Regions from separate parts of the Rattus norvegicus genome. Here region 2 is linked to region 1. A link is a contact called in public Hi-C data. All regions are on one chromosome and are shown on one strand. Each heading gives the region's core, a stretch centred on a gene start, on an enhancer-like site or on the middle of the called end of the contact. The rest is flanking DNA. Distances are from core to core; before and after follow the strand shown.

Evidence for each region. Hi-C and Micro-C count contacts between places; a contact is called where the count stands out from the background.
Region 2: a Hi-C map of frontal cortex shows a contact between it and region 1, with 1.9 times the contacts expected there. The contact joins the promoter of Zcchc2 here to the promoter of Pign in region 1.

What each region holds. Positions count from the first base shown.
Region 1 is chr13:22,319,481-22,322,944 of GRCr8, reverse strand. Pign (phosphatidylinositol glycan anchor biosynthesis, class N) reads left to right here and starts at 1,601. Exons shown (of 31, transcript NM_001100584.1): 1 at 1,601-1,752. Relch (RAB11 binding and LisH domain, coiled-coil and HEAT repeat containing) reads right to left here and starts at 1,403. Exons shown (of 29, transcript NM_001134546.1): 1 at 639-1,403. The coding sequence starts at 1,164.
Region 2 is chr13:22,632,730-22,636,059 of GRCr8, reverse strand. Zcchc2 (zinc finger CCHC-type containing 2) reads right to left here and starts at 1,889. Exons shown (of 14, transcript NM_001122677.4): 1 at 584-1,889. The coding sequence starts at 1,507.

The DNA of each region.
Region 1 (3,464 bases), core at 352-2,851:
GAAAGCTGGCAGAAGATCTTTATCTGTTCCCCAGTTTTCCTGTAAAATGAATGTAGTGAAACTGAATTATGTTGACATTATTTAAACAGACAACGTTGTATGAAGCAGACAAATCCCACTTCCATCATTTCATTAGCATATATTAATGATACAAAATAATGTGAAAGCACAGACAAAAGATCTTCAGTGGATTCAACTTTAGTATAGAGTACCGACGTTTCCTGTTTTGTTCTTTCTCTTGAGTGAGTCAAAGAATTACTAAGAAACATTTATTTCCTCGTAGTGTGATTCAACGGACTAGGGGAAAAGGAAAATCGCCTCGAGAAAAATGCCCAAGTAATAAGGAAGCTCTGTAGAGCGCCTTAATAGTCAATAAACTGGAAACTCTCATGTTATAGGTCCCAACACCAATAGGGAGCCAGGAGCAGTGCAACACCTGCCAGAGATCAGAAACCAATACAAAGAAGAGCGACAGTAGGATCTTTTCGCTTTCCGTACATAGGATACCTCTCATCTCGCTCAACCTAGTCTCGATTTTCAAAACGACCCTAGACTCGGAACCCGCCCACAAATACCCTTCAACTGCACAGTAACTCTAACTCCCCCAACTGCAGGTCTGACAGGCTACGCCTACTTACTGAGCTGTCCTCCGCCCGACGTCGTACTCGGTTCCCGACCTCCAGCGCCTCCAACGACGGATGCGCCGGGGATCCCAGGCGCCCCCACCCCTGGTGGGGTCCCACTCTGCCTCTCGAAGTTGCCAGGATTGGAGAAGTAATCGCGCAGCCGTGGTAGCTCGCGGCCGCTCTCCAACAGCTCGGTGTGCAGCTCCAGGGCAGTCAGCAAGTACTGATCGCGCAACAGCTGAGCGGCGATGGCATCGATTGACAATCGGGAAGGGGTCTCTCCGCTGCCCGCCAGAGCCCCCGGAGCAGCTGACGCCTCCACAGGGAGCCCCGGCCGCGTGCTGCTTCCCAGGGCCATGGGGTCCTGAGGCGACAGCGAGCCTGCAGAACCAGGATCTAGGCCGACCCCAGCACCCAGCCGAAGTCCTGCCCGCTGGTCCTCGGTCGCCGCTACCTCGTCGTCGTCCTCATCCGAATCGCTGAGGAAAGGATTTACGCCGCTACCACTGCCACCACCTCCCGGCGCCATTGCCGCCATCTTATTCTGTCAGGAGTGTGGGTGCTTTTCTACTTGGCCCGACAGGCACTCAGCCTGAATTCCCGTCGGGTCCTGAGAACCACTGACCAACTAGGCAGCCCAGGCTGGCCGCGCCTCTCCTCACCTAGGGACTAGGCCAGACTGGGAGGCAGGAGTCCGGGATGCAGCAGCACCTCCAGCCTCAGCCACCGCTGCATCGGTAGCCGACTCTGCAGGCGTCTTCCTGGTCTCTAGTCTCGCGAGAACTGGCTTGGTCCCACCTTCGCCCCGCCCCGTCCCCGCCTCAGCCCCACCCACCTCAGGCCCAGGAGTAGGAAGATTGAAGGAACCGCTCGGCACTCAAACTTAAGGCCCTGCCCACAAAGCACTCGCGGATTGGCTGGAGCTACAGGAGCCAGACCGTTCTCGCGAGAACAACCTGGGGCATGTTGGGGGCGTTCCTTTGAGGAGTAGAGCTGTGTCTGAGGGGTTCGGCTTGGTTTGAGGGAGTTGAAGGGAACCCTTCCGAGATCTTTCAGGGCCCTGGGTCCTGCCTTCGTTCTGAGGAGGCCTCATTCCCAAACTGGGCCTGAGGCGGATAAGTCGCAGGTAAAGTCTTGGGACCCTTGCACTTGAGGTGTCCCCACGCCTGCTTCTCCCTTCACGCTTCAGTTTTTGTCGCTGTTTGCTGTCTCCGCCCAGATAGCAAGTGCTTTGGGCAGTGGTCAGAATCTGGCTTCTTTGCTCTTCCGTAGTTTCCCAGCCATCTGCTCTCTCACTTGGAGGTCTGGCGACAGCATGGCCTCCTTCTAGTTAAGCGACGGCTCCTTCCCGTCCCCTCCGTTCGGGAGTAGGACCTAGAAAGCTGCAAGGTGCAGATAGAGCCTGTACGGAAATTGCAACTTCTGAGTTTCGAGATGCCTTTGCACTTATCTGTGAACAGCCTGGACTTGGACGACAAACTAAGTACTCTGTAAACCCTTGGAGATTAACATACAGTTTGGATCAAAGGAACTTTTCAAACTATTAAGCGCTATCTCTCCAGTGCAAGTGAGTAAAGTAGTCTGGGCAGCTTCAATGACCTGGTCAGGTCCACTGCATTAGGACACATTAGAACTAGTATCACCTATTTTTTGTCCAAAACCATTCTTTTCCAGAATCTCCTGAGACCTTATTGAGTTCATTTAGGTTAGAATCGAGGTTTTCATTGTAGATCAATCAAATATAGCGATTTTTAAAAATTGTATGCTGTAGAGAAATTTGATTGCCTTTATGAAACATTTAGCACATAACTATATACGTAGATTTGGAAGATCTTATATTCTTTATGTTATTCCTTCATTTTAGTTTGAGGTGGTAAGAGGAAGTTTCCCTGTCGTTATTAGACTGCTAACCCTGATAACTTCTATTTTGCCAGGCACAGATTGCCACTTTTTCCTGGTTTTGGAATTCTTTAAGTTCTTACTAACCACCTCCTAACAGACAACAAAATAAAATACCCAGCAGTGCTAACCATCTGCTCTGTTACATTGAAGCACAGTAATGTCCTTTAAAGTTTATTTCAAAGTAAAGTATACTTTAAAGCAAAGTATCTCCTTTAACTTTGTGGAAAAATAAAAATAGAGCATTTGGTTTATAACCTTTGGTCTGGTTACTGGTTAACATGTAAATTATGCCAGCAGCAGTTAAGTGAAGGTTTTAATTTCAGTTTAATCAGTCTCACAATAAACTAAAGCTTCATTTCAATGAGGCTCTGAGATGTTTTCTTTGGTTGTTATTGTTGTTTGGGCTTTTTTTTAGAAGCTTTTAAAATATGTTATATGTGATATGACTGGAGGTTTGGGTGGATGATTTAAATGAGCATAGGAGACTGGGAGATGGGAAGAAAGTTAACCCAAATGGTAAAAGACCATAAGGACCCTTGCTATATTGTAATTTAAAAATAGTGTTCATAGTAAGGTTCTTTTTTTTTTTTTTTTAAATAAGTTTTTTAGCTTTCAATTGTCTGGGCTAAATTCTGTTCTGTGCCATTTATTGATGAATCTGAAAAAAAATCCTCCGTAACATGAAAATAGTATAGAATGGCAATATTTTATTGTGTTTCACATTTCTTAGCAAAAGGGGTTATCAGTTCTTGCTTTGATATCGCCAAAGAGATTAAAAATGGAACCAAGTTTTGGAATGGAGGATGAGAGAATGGCATGGGAAAACTATGAGCAGAAAGAAGTGTGTATTTTTTTTTCTTTTTCTTCTTTGTAATGGGGACGTTTAGCTACATTTAGGGTGCCTGTCACATACACATCAATTATTGTGAGTCGTTG
Region 2 (3,330 bases), core at 640-3,139, 310 kb before region 1:
GACCGATTTTAGTACTTGGGTCAGCCAATTCATAGGTCTCCATAGAATAACCCCCTCTAACCCCAGTGAATACAAAGTTCTCCAACTAAAAGCCAAAAGACCTATTCAAAACCTTAACTGGAACATACTAAGTATGAAAAGTCCCTTATGCCACAGGGAGTGCCAAGGGGTAAGGCAGTTTTAAACAAGATGAGACTAGGAAACAGGCCATCCAGGGATAGACCGTGGTTGACAGCCCCCCCGCCCCCAAAGCGCTTGGCTTTTCCCCTTGCACTTAGCGCCCAAATACCAAAGCCCAAAATGTCCCACGACACTCCTCATCCGAGGTCTAGGGTCAGGAAGCTCCAAGTCTTCCGTGACAACTCGTGCACGTTAGAGAAGTCTAGATCATTCTGTTATGGCGGGTGGCTCTATATGCATGTGGGTGACTGGAACTGAGCCGCCCAAGAAAATTATGACTACCCCGGGCCGAGAGCCGCGGAGTGGTTATTCCGAGACACCTGCATGAGGCTGGGGTCAGAGCTGGATTCCGAAGCCTCCGATGGGGAAGCCGGAGCTGCGACTGCACTCCTTCGCACCTTACCTGGGCCCTGGAGCCGGCAAAGTTGCTCGGCTCCACCTCCGCGTCCTCCGGTTCCACCCGGAGTGCGCTGCGGAGCCTCTCCAGGTGCTCCCTCAGGGTGACCCGCTGGTGGAAGGAGAAAGCCGGGTGCAGGGAAGCCATGGTGAAGAGCAGCAGCAGTTCCTCCTGGGCCCTGAAGCCGAGCCCGCCTCCAGTCCCGAGCTTGGCGCAGCCGCCGCCTTCCGGGCCGGGGCCGTCCTTCTCCGCGTCCTGCTCGTCATCGCCACCCGGCTCGTCCTCCACGCTGCCCCGCGAGCCCTCGACTCGAGTCGCGCGGAGGCTCCTGAGCACCGCGTCCACCTGGGGCAGGAGGCGGTGCAGGCGGCCGGCGGCCTCCCTGTTCTCCGAGCCCAGCAGCGCTAGGTAAACGATGAGGCGCGAGCGCACCGCAGGCTCTCGGAAGTCGGCCAGCGACCCCGGGTCCGAGAGGCCGTTGGCCTTAGCCTCTGAGTCGCGCAGGTAGTGGTAGTCCTTGCGCGCCAAGTCCTCCAGGCACGAGCCGAGAAAGCGCAGCTCCAGCGGGTTGCACAGGTCCAGCAGCCCGCACAAGAACTCCAGGCGCTGCGCCGAGCCCAGCACCAGCCCGAACCACTCATACACCCGCTCCTGTTCGCGCAGCGCCGCCGCGTGCCCGCCGCCGCCCGGCATGCCCGCTCCCGCCGTCGGCCCGCTAGCAACAGGCGGCTCGAGCCCCCGGGGCGGCGACGGCGGCGGCGGCGGGGGCCCCCGTGGCAGGCCCGTGGGCGGCGGCGGCGGCGGGCGGCAGTCGCGGCGGCGGCGCGGCGGCGCCTTTGCGCCCGGCCGCGCGTCCGCCTCGGGCTCCTCCGCGTCGGGCGGCGGCTCGCTGGGGTGCGTGGACTTCGGTGGCAGCTTCATCCTCAGCATCCTCAGCTAAGGCGGTGCGGACATGCGAGCGAGGGAGCGGGGGCGGCGGGAGGAGCCGAGCGCCCGGGCGGCGGCACGGCCGTCAAGAACGTTGCCCCTCCATGCCGCCGGGGCGGGCCGGGGGCGGGTCTCGCCGACCGGGGAAGGGAGGCGGTGGCCGGCCGGCAGCTTCGTCCCGGCCGGAGGCGGGGCGTGCCCGCGGCGGCTCCTCCCCTGGGCTCCGTGCCCGCTGGGGAGTCCGGTGCGGGAGGAGCAAGTCGACAAGCGCGTCCTCCTTCCGGCTTCTCCGCGTCCGCACCGGGTTGGCGGTGACGGCCTGAGCGGTTCCCTCTCGAGCCAGCGCTGGCAGAGCGGCTTGGCGAGGAGGAGGAGCAGAGGGGCTGGGCGGAGACGCTGGCGGGCTCCGCGCACCGCACCCCAGCCAATCAACGTCCAGAGCTAGAGTGACGCGCGCTCCTCGTCCGCCTCCCTCCCCTGCCGGGAGCCGCCCTCTCCGAGAGGCCACGCCCACCTCCTGCTAGGCCGCAAGGCTTTGGCAGGTCCCGCGCGGTCCTAATGCTTGGTGAGTTCCAGCAGAATGAGGACGTGAGTTTGGGACTTTGGGACCACGGCGAGGTGAGCTCGGCCGGGAGCGGCAGAAGTGGGCGAGGTTCACGTGGGAGGAGGGAAATCGACTTACTTTTTCTTGAGAGATCTGTCTGCAGACCATCTTCGAGTCAGCCACCGCCCTGGGTTCACAGCCCCGCCGCCTAGTGGACTCCGCGAAAGTCAGCCACCGGGGATAATTACCACGTTCTAAAACTTCACCTGGACCGTTGGTGTGGACGCTGGAACGCAGATCCGGGAGTTAGGTCGGGATGTGGAGTGGTCTGGGGCGGCGAGCGCCGGTGCCCAGGCTGGCTGCAAGGTGCTGCTTTAGACTGGCTTTAGATCCGGCCGTGGGGACCCTGTTGGTAGGGGCGCTTGGCCTGATGGTTGCTTCTGGCTTGCAAGGTTAAATTTAAGAACACCCTCCTGCCCCAAATCTATGGTTTGCAGAATCACTTATTAGTTACCTTTTAGTTACTATCCATGAACATTTGCAATTCTAGTGCTGGTGTGGATTTCCTGTAACTCTTTTAAAACAATTTAATTAATTACTGTCTTGGCAGGGTTTTAGGTTTTTAAATGATATTACATCTTTAAGGTTTGAAAAACCCCAGCCCCCAAATGACTCTCTTTTAGTGATATGTATAGCGCAACTATAAAAATAAATTTAAAAAGCAAACCAACAGAAAACCCAAGGTGCCGTGATTCCTCTCAGAGCCACCAGGACCGTCTTTCTGTCTGTCTCACTTGTGCTAGAGCCTGACCACCAATCAAGAGTTCTTGACATGCTGTTTATAAGTCCATGGTTGTAAATAAATCATAAATCTAGTGCCTAGGAGTGGGGGGCAGGGGAATCCGGATTTTTTTTAATAAAAGTAGGTTGTTTTTTTTATACTTCCGTATAGTTTTAAATTAGGAACTCATACTACATAACCTTAGAAGGAGCGTGAGAAAATTAATGCAGTCTGAGAGTGCTGGGACATCTACAGAGAGTATGTGGAATCTCCTTTATCTCACAACTCAGTGGCTTTATCATTTAGGATATGGCTGAGGTGAACCCTAAATCAGCTTCAGTGATAAAGCTGAGAGATGGAAATGTACTAATTACTCAGTACATTTTAGGTTGAGGAAAACAAGGGAAAGCTACTCTATCCTGTGGTTTTTCTCTTTCATGCTCTTCTTGGGTGTAGCTTAAATGGAGTATGCCTCAGCTATTAGCTATCCTGAGTCTACCT